Linked DNA regions of Zea mays: region 2 is linked to region 1. A link is a contact called in public Hi-C data. All regions are on one chromosome and are shown on one strand. Each heading gives the region's core, a stretch centred on a gene start, on an enhancer-like site or on the middle of the called end of the contact. The rest is flanking DNA. Distances are from core to core; before and after follow the strand shown. Region 1 holds the start of LOC100279315. Region 2 holds the start of LOC103634267 (serine/threonine-protein phosphatase PP1).

Region 1 (3,811 bases), core at 396-2,895:
CCCTCCCGCTCCCGGGCGGCGACATGATGTTGCCACGGCCATTGATGGTGAGCCTCCGAGTCTGCGTGTACTGAGTGACCGGCGCCTAAATCTCCCGATGAGCGAAACCGCTCGGCCTTATCCCACGACACCGCTGCCCTCATGAATCATGATACCCTCTGCTCCGCGTGGACGTTCGATTTGCCTGCTCTGTCCTGCCGACAGTATATGCAAGCGGAGATCGACATGCCCTGACACAACAGGCATCTGTCTGTCTATGCGATGATGAGCTTGTGCTGTCACTGGGACTGGAGCAGACGTGTACATGCTACGTGCTGCGGCATCATTGTCCGTTGCAATGTCCAGCAGCTCTGGCCTCTAGCAAATGGGGTTGCTCTGCCCAGTACCAGTACGTCCGGGCCGGGCCAACGTGCAATAGCAACAACATCAGATTCAGATCGGCTCATCTGACCGCGAGTTTGAACAAACTTTACGGGGGTGGGGTTCGAAATGAGTACGCAGTACGTTTCTAGCAATGCTACGCGACCGTACATTCGACAAGTCCTAGGTGGCGATGACGGCATGCGTGCGTGCGTGCGTGCGTACGCGTATGGAAAGCACTCGAGACCACACCTAGCTGGGAAAACGTACACGAAACCGCGCGGCCGCGGAGGCGGGGCGTACGCTACGCACCTGGAGCGAACGGCGGAGCGGGCGCGGGGGACCGCGGGATGCGTGCGACTGGTGCCACGGCGTCTGGCGCCACGCCACCTTGCCGTCGCTGCCGGCGCTGATCTTGCAGCCGGACACGACGAGCTCCAGGCACCACAGCTCCGGCTTCTTCTGCCACAGCACGAACCCGCCGATCTCGCCGCCGCCGCCCCCTCCCTTGCTGCCCTTCTTCCCGCCGCGGTGGTGCCCGTTTCCGGTGCTTCCGCCGTGGCCGTCGGCGTCGCTGCTGTTGAGCTCCGCGGCCGTCATCCGCACCTTGCCCATCGCGTACATGCTCTTAACCTTGTTCAGCGCCCACTCCCCGCCCGACGCCGCTATGTACTGCTGCACGATGTACTTGGCGGAGGACGACTCCTGGGATCAGCACGTACGAGCGCACACACAGAGACGGATGGATTAATCATCAGCCGATCAGTAAAACGACGAGACCGAGAAAAATGCGGGTTCGATCGTTCTGTCGTCGTACGTACGATGGGATCGGCCTTGAGCTGCTCGCAGAGGACGGAGCAGGGCGACTGGTTGGCGTGGTAGACGGGCAGCGGGATGAGCGGCGCGCCGATGACGCCCAGCATGAGCTGCAGCTCCCCGCGGGTCATGGAGCACGGCTCGCCCGCGCCGGACCGGTCGGCGGCGTGCGACCGCATCCAAGCCTTGACGTTGGTGCAGCCGAACCTGGTGGAGCCGCGGGAGCCGCCGCCGCCGGAGAACATCTCCTCGGGGATGGGCACCTCCAGCACCGTGTCCAGCGCGTCGTCGCGCTCGAGGTTCGGGCAGAGCTTCCTCATCAGACGGGCGGGCGGGAGGCGGGGCGCGCACGCGCGGGACAGCTCACTGCCTTCCTCTTCTCCCCGTTGGTTGCGCCGTGGTGCGGACGAGAGCTCTTTCTCGCTGGCGTTGTGTGATGTGCGTGCCTGCGTGAGGCGGTGAGGCCTCCGGAACTGAAGCGCGCGTTATGGTGCCTGTGCCTCCCCCTCCCACTCCCAGTACTGGGCCTCTCTCGGTGGACTTGTACCGGTTTTGACGAGTCGTGCGAGCAGCTGGCAGGTGGGGCCCTTCCTTGATTTCGCGACAGGTTTGGTCGTGGCCGCACGCTCACGTACTGGTACTGCTGCTACACCTGTTAAAAAATTTGAGAAAAAAAAAACTATCTTGGTCCAGATTTCGTCGCGCGTGTGGACATACGACTGCACGTTGCCCTTTTGCGAGCCCCAGACCTTTTGGTGTGTGCTGTCTGTGTAGTGCTACTGCTCGTCTGTTCCCATATATCCACTCCGTTTCCGAGAGCGCGCATGGGAGTTTCTGTGGACCCTCTAGCAGCATGCATGATATCGTGGGATAGTTGGCGAAGTACCAATACGCCTTTTTTTTGAAGAATAAGAAAGAAACATCGACGCTTGCTTGGTCTGAGTGTAACAGCGATGGTTTGTTTTGGACTTGCATCCTTCTTCTTCTTCTTCGGTTCTACCTAGGTTCTGAATTGTAAGGTGTTTTAAGAGAGTAGATTACTGGAAAAGGAGGGAGTAGATTACTGGTACGTAATACGGAGTAACTGGTAGGTTTTGGCTGTTGGTCAAGAACTCAAGGGCTAGATTCGCCTGTCCTCCACGTACTAGGTCGGTCTGAACTCAGTTTAGAGACTCGCCAAGAACGGAAGAAGCCGAGACACACACCCACCAACTCCGTTTTGGTTTACTCTTACTCCCAAGTCCCCATCCCAGTTCGTATCGTATGTTCCGGCCCCCACTGGCCACTGCGGCGTACGATCACGCGATCATTCAAAACCCCGCTGCCCCCACGTACGGCCACGCGAGTCCCTTTCCATAACCGGTGCGCGGCCTACGTGAGTGGTACCACTACTGCTGCTACTAGCCGCGGAGGATTTGGAGGGGTGACTAGCAATGGACTGTTGACGTTGCCTCGCTCGTGCACCCGAATCGCTATGGGGGGCCCGTGTTAGGTGCCGCAATGATCGGCGCTCGATTGCTAGCTATAGCTAGGCCGCCGCCAGTCCGGATGACAGGTGGACGTGACGCAGTTTTCACCGGCCGGTCTGCAAAGACTGCAATGCATGGGTGCTCTCTCGATCTGCCCGGTGGTTGGGTCAGCCGGACGGACGGACGGACGGCCTTCCGGCGCCGGTGGGGGCAGCCGCAGCTCGATCGGCCCCGGGGTGTTGGCGCTAGCTACGCTGGTGGTGTACGTTTGCGTCGGCCGCATCGATCACCGCACGGTGCGTGCCGCGCTTATTGTATTCGCGTTCGTGGGGTTGGGGATTGATTTGATCCTGTCGTCCGCGGGCTTCCTCCGACGTGCCAACCAGGTTGTTGTTGTTGGCTTATTGTTGCTGTGCCACTGCTAGCAGCTAACGGCCATGCATGGCCTCCACCACCACCACTCTGTCGCAATCATTGTTGAGACCGACACCGAGACCGCGCGCGCTCTACAGGCTACAGGTGTCCGGCTCCGGCTCGATCGGCGTGGGAGATCCAGGGATCAATCGTGCCCCCGATATTCCTCCTCCTCCTCATCGATTACTCCTGTTTATCTACGATTCGATACGATCCCGCTGCAGCGAGTACTACACCCCAATCAAGCCACGAAACCGCAGATCAATACTAGAATCGCGGGAAAAAATCAGCTCATGATTAACACGATCTAGACGCACCACTGCGTACTTATATCGGATAGTAATAGCTAGCGACTCAAGACGGCTGATTCGGTAGCTTTTTATTATTGGGCAGATCCTACGGGCACGGAGTGAGTGCTGATCAGCGATGTCCCTTCCCGGGTTTACCGGCGCGATGGCCACGAGCCCACGACTGGTGAGCCGGGTTTTGCTGGTGGCATGGATCCACACCGCGCGCTTGCCGTTGCCACAGCGACGGGAACACCATTATATTCTTGCTTCGCTCGACGTGGTATTTATCCCCCAACAACCAGGCACCGGGATCTGGAATCCGCCGAGCAGCAGCAGCATGCATGCGCTGATGCGCCTTTCCGTGCTACTAGCCTACTACAACTAAAACGGCAACGACGACGCACTGCCCGCTCATGTCACGTCAGGGCCCGACATCGCCGGACTCCTCGGACGCCGACGCCT
Region 2 (4,207 bases), core at 1,236-3,735, 160 kb before region 1:
GAAGTTTGGTTTTTGGTATCGTAATCGGTTTTCACCGTATACCGAACCGAAATACCAAAAAACCGAATACCAAACTTTATCAATTCTAAAATTTGACTATTCGATTATGTGAACTAAATGTGTGAAGCAATCAAATTGTTATTCACTTATTTATATATGATGTATGATGTATCTCTAAATATTTGTACCTATATAATTTTTACTTTTTAAAATTATGTGTAATCTATTATATAAACTTGTTATATGTGTTGTCTTGAGTACAAGTTTGGTATTCGGTTTTTACCAAAAAAACCGAAGTAAAAAACCGAAACCGAACTTTTCGGTTTTTAGTTTTCTAGAAAACCGATCGGTTTCTAATGTCTAAAAAACCGAAGTTTTTTAAAACCGAAAAACCGAACCGAAGTTTCAAAAAAACCGAATGCCCAGCCCTATCCGCCAGCCTGCCACATCCCGGTGCGCCCACCGTGCCACGCTTACCCACCCGCCATGCCGAAGGGGAATTCCCTAGGATTATTGGGAGAGCACCCCCATGCTATGGCATCCACGACAAGTGCTAAGGCATCGCCGTGGACACCTCGCTGACGCCATAGACCCAGATGGCAAGGTGTCGGTTGTGGCATCTGGCCTCCAGTGCTTAAACGAAGTTGTACGGACACAATAACAACCATGGTCTCAATTTCTTGTTTCTTTCCGAGGATTCCACAAGGTTCGCTGCCATGGAGCCAGCAGGCGTGGCGCATTGAGGCGCACGTGCGGGGCCGAGGAGGGTCACGGATCTGGAGGCCACGGGCGGTGCACAAGAAGGTGAGTCCGCGATTTTGTGGAGTGACTCCTTCGATTTGGAGCGCTTTCCTCTGTTGGGGATTGCTCCTCCATTTTTCTGATCGCTTGCTGCATCTCCTACAGCGGCCATTGGAGTCAAGGCGTGTGACGCTACTGCTAGCGTACCAGAGCCTTGGGGACTCGTGGTCATCGCAGACGGAGAGGGTGGAGAGGGTGCCAACGACAGACTCCCAAGGGTCTGTTTGGTTCAACTTTTTTCTGAGCTTTTTCTAAGAATCTGGCTGTAAAGAGAATCTGAGTATTGTGAAGATTACATGTGGAAGAAGATAAAAGAGTCTATAGGGTTTAGTATGTACTATGTAGATAGTGACGGTTTCCTACCATCACAACTACTCGGTCGATTCCATGTTCACGTTGATTTTGGACGGTGTTAACTAAGGGTGTGTTTGCTTGCGGGACAGCCAGGACAGGGACGTCCCCTGGCGTCCTCTCTCGTCCCTCCAATTTTGAGGGATAATTGGGGACAACATTGGGATAGTCATGTCCCAACCCCTGACCCTGAACCAAACAACCCTATTTGAGGGATCGTCCCGTCCCATCCCGTCCTGTCATTGCAACCAAACGCACCCTAAAGTGATTCTCATAAAAGCGGGCTAAAAAGTTGGGTGTTTGGCAGTCTACAGCAGCTTCTGGTGGGCAGAAGCTGAAAAAAGCTGAAACAAACAGGACCCAAGTGACAGCGCTGATGGTGGCGGCGGTGATGGAGGAGAGGCACCTGTCTGCAACTCTGACCATGGTCGATGGAGAGGGGATGTGAGGGTCATGGGGGAGAGGCGCCTGTCTGCGACTCTGAGCATGGTCAATGGAGAGGGGATGTGAGCCAGCTGCGATCATCCGCATCCCCAGACCTAGGTGCCGCGCCGCCGCCCCTCGCCTCCAACCAACGGTGTCCAGCCTTTGAATTTCGCCGGGCTCCGCCACTGCATATATTACTGCCCAAATTTCCTTGTTGCAAATATCTAAGCGCATGGTAATGCCATATACATCCATCCATATTCAAATTAAAACCCAGCAGAATAAATCAATACTAAACGCTCTCATAAGTCGCGCCAATATACCAGCAAAAACAAAATCACTAATAATAGAAGACGCCCACGATAACCCCACTGCTTCATAGAGAAGCGATCACCAGAGTCCCACGATACGTAAGCTGGCCGCCCGGTCAGACCAGATCTACTGCCACGGCCGGCCGGAGACGAGAAATAGGGAGGTAAGGTACGCACCGCAGATCTTGATGGGCGCCTCGAGCTCGAGAAGGTTGGGTTGGTTGAGGAAGATCTCGCGGGAGACGGTGCAGAGCTGGCGGATCTCCGACTCGGAGAGCTGCACCTGCTTCCCGGGGCGCGCGGTCCGCACCTCGAGCAGGCGGCGTATGATGTCGTCGAGGAGCGCGGCGTCCATACCCCCGCCTCCCTGCCCTCCCGCCGCTGGCGCCGCCGCCATCTCCTCCCCCTGCCTGGGCTGGAGAGAGATAGATCGGTGGAGCTAGGGTTTCGGGCGGCGCGTCGGGAAGGGCGAAGGGGGCGAACCGGCGGAGGGACGGAGGAGAGAGATTGGGCAAAGGGAACCAGACAGCTAGATAAACTCTCGCGTCTCGCCTGGGCTGTTTCAGTTTTTCAGTTAGTGGACTTTATTTACAAATATTATATTATAAAAAACTCTTATGTTTTTTAAATTAAACTGTACTCCAAAGCTTCTCATTCCGGCTCTCTCCTTACCTTTACTTTAAAAAAACTTTAATATCTCTATCTCTACTTTTTTTAAACACCGGTCTTGTGCGCCCTCACGTACATGGCGTGTATGTCTCTTCCTCTTTCTGGCTTCTTATATCTAATAGGACATTACATCACAAATAGACTTTAAGAGCCACGCAACTAGCGCTCCCACATAGAATTATCTTGTTAGGTGAAAAATGATGAGCGACCGAACAGCCTACAAAAAGGATAAGCTCATTTCGAATGTATACCTTTCTCAGCTTTTTTGAGATAATGTTTGATATTTATTCTTATCAATTTAATATCTAACGTGGACTAATGTTTATTCCGATAACAAATTTATTTTTTATTTTATGTGTATTAAATATAATTGTGTGTCGTCCTAATTTATGGGTATTGTACTAGTTTCTTGTAATCAATAGTTCAACGTTGCTAGTAACAAGTTATCATGTTATGGATATTTTAGCGGATTATTATTATTTCTTAGTTCATAAATTCAGCAACATCTGTTCGAAGAGAAACTCCCCAAAACAGCAGCAGAGAAGTAGGTCAACAAGAGATAACTGAAACCTAGTTAACATAATCAAAGTATAGACCAATCAGCCTTATTTGTTGTCCAAAATCATTACCGAAGTGTTGGCCGCATGAGTGGAACACGAAAGGAGAGAGATCGGATGGTAGGGAGGGGAAAGCTAAACGCTGATTAAGGGCCCCTTTGGCAGGGCTCTGGCTTCTCCAAAAACGGTTTTGGCTCTGACTCACGAGGTGAAGTCACTTCTTTAGATGAGTCAAAGTCATTCTAAAAAATCATTTGGCAAAACGGTTTATAGGTTGTTTTTCAGAAAGACCCTTGTATAGTTTACTTTTTATAGATCTCTCCTGTACGTGGCTAGGGATTGAGGGCAGGACCAAAAAAATAATTTGGACTGGTGGGAGGGCTATTGTGCAAAAATGACGTGATCTGAAGCCGGGTGAGCTACTTTTTTGGCTCATGCCCTCTAGTTCATTTTGGAAAAGCACTTCACTGGTGAAGTCATTTGAAAAAGAGGTGTTTGGCACAACTTTTGCATGAGCCAGAGCCGAAGCTGAAAAGTAAGCCCTACCAAAGGGGCCCTAAGGTCCCTGAAAGGGAAATGTGCCCTTGGGCCATTTCTAAGTATTTTGGTGATTGAGTGCCAACGCAAGTGCTTTTATGTTGATCTATGCAATATGGTGGACAAAGTGCAAATCATGTCAAAAGGTATGTTCTAGACTTAGTACATTGTTTTTAATGGACTAATGTATTGTGTCTAAGTGCTGGAAACAGGAAAGCTTGAATTGGAAATGAGATGGCTCTGTTCAGCTAAAGTCGGCTCGGTCTGGGTGCACCGGACTGTCCGGTGGAGCACCGGACAGTGTCTGGTGTGCCAGGCTAGCTCAGGCGAACTTGCTGCTCTCGGGAAGGAATTAAAGGCGTACGACTATAATTCACCGGACTGTCCGGTGAGCCAAAGGTCGGCCGCGCCAACGGTCGGCCGCGTGATCCGCGCGGGACACGTGGCCGAGCCAACGGCTAGTAGGGGCACCGGACTGTCCGGTGTGCACCGGACAGTGTCTGGTGCGCCAACGGCTCCAAGGCTGCCAACGGTCGGCTTCGCCAAATAAGGAAG

The links. A called contact is a pair of places that touch in the nucleus more often than the background predicts.
Region 2: a contact with region 1 is called in a Hi-C map of leaf, with 2.7 times the contacts expected there. The contact joins the promoter of LOC103634267 here to the promoter of LOC100279315 in region 1. A contact is called at or near these places in 17 of 25 Hi-C or Micro-C datasets (bundle sheath, ear, endosperm and 5 more) and 1 of 3 datasets of contacts at active chromatin or transcription factors (seedling).

What each region holds. Positions count from the first base shown.
Region 1 is chr1:38,811,513-38,815,323 of Zm-B73-REFERENCE-NAM-5.0, reverse strand. LOC100279315 reads right to left here and starts at 1,645. Exons shown (of 3, transcript NM_001152336.1): 1 at 1,182-1,645; 2 at 673-1,065. The coding sequence starts at 1,496.
Region 2 is chr1:38,969,415-38,973,621 of Zm-B73-REFERENCE-NAM-5.0, reverse strand. LOC103634267 (serine/threonine-protein phosphatase PP1) reads right to left here and starts at 2,485. Exons shown (of 5, transcript XR_556658.4): 1 at 2,067-2,485.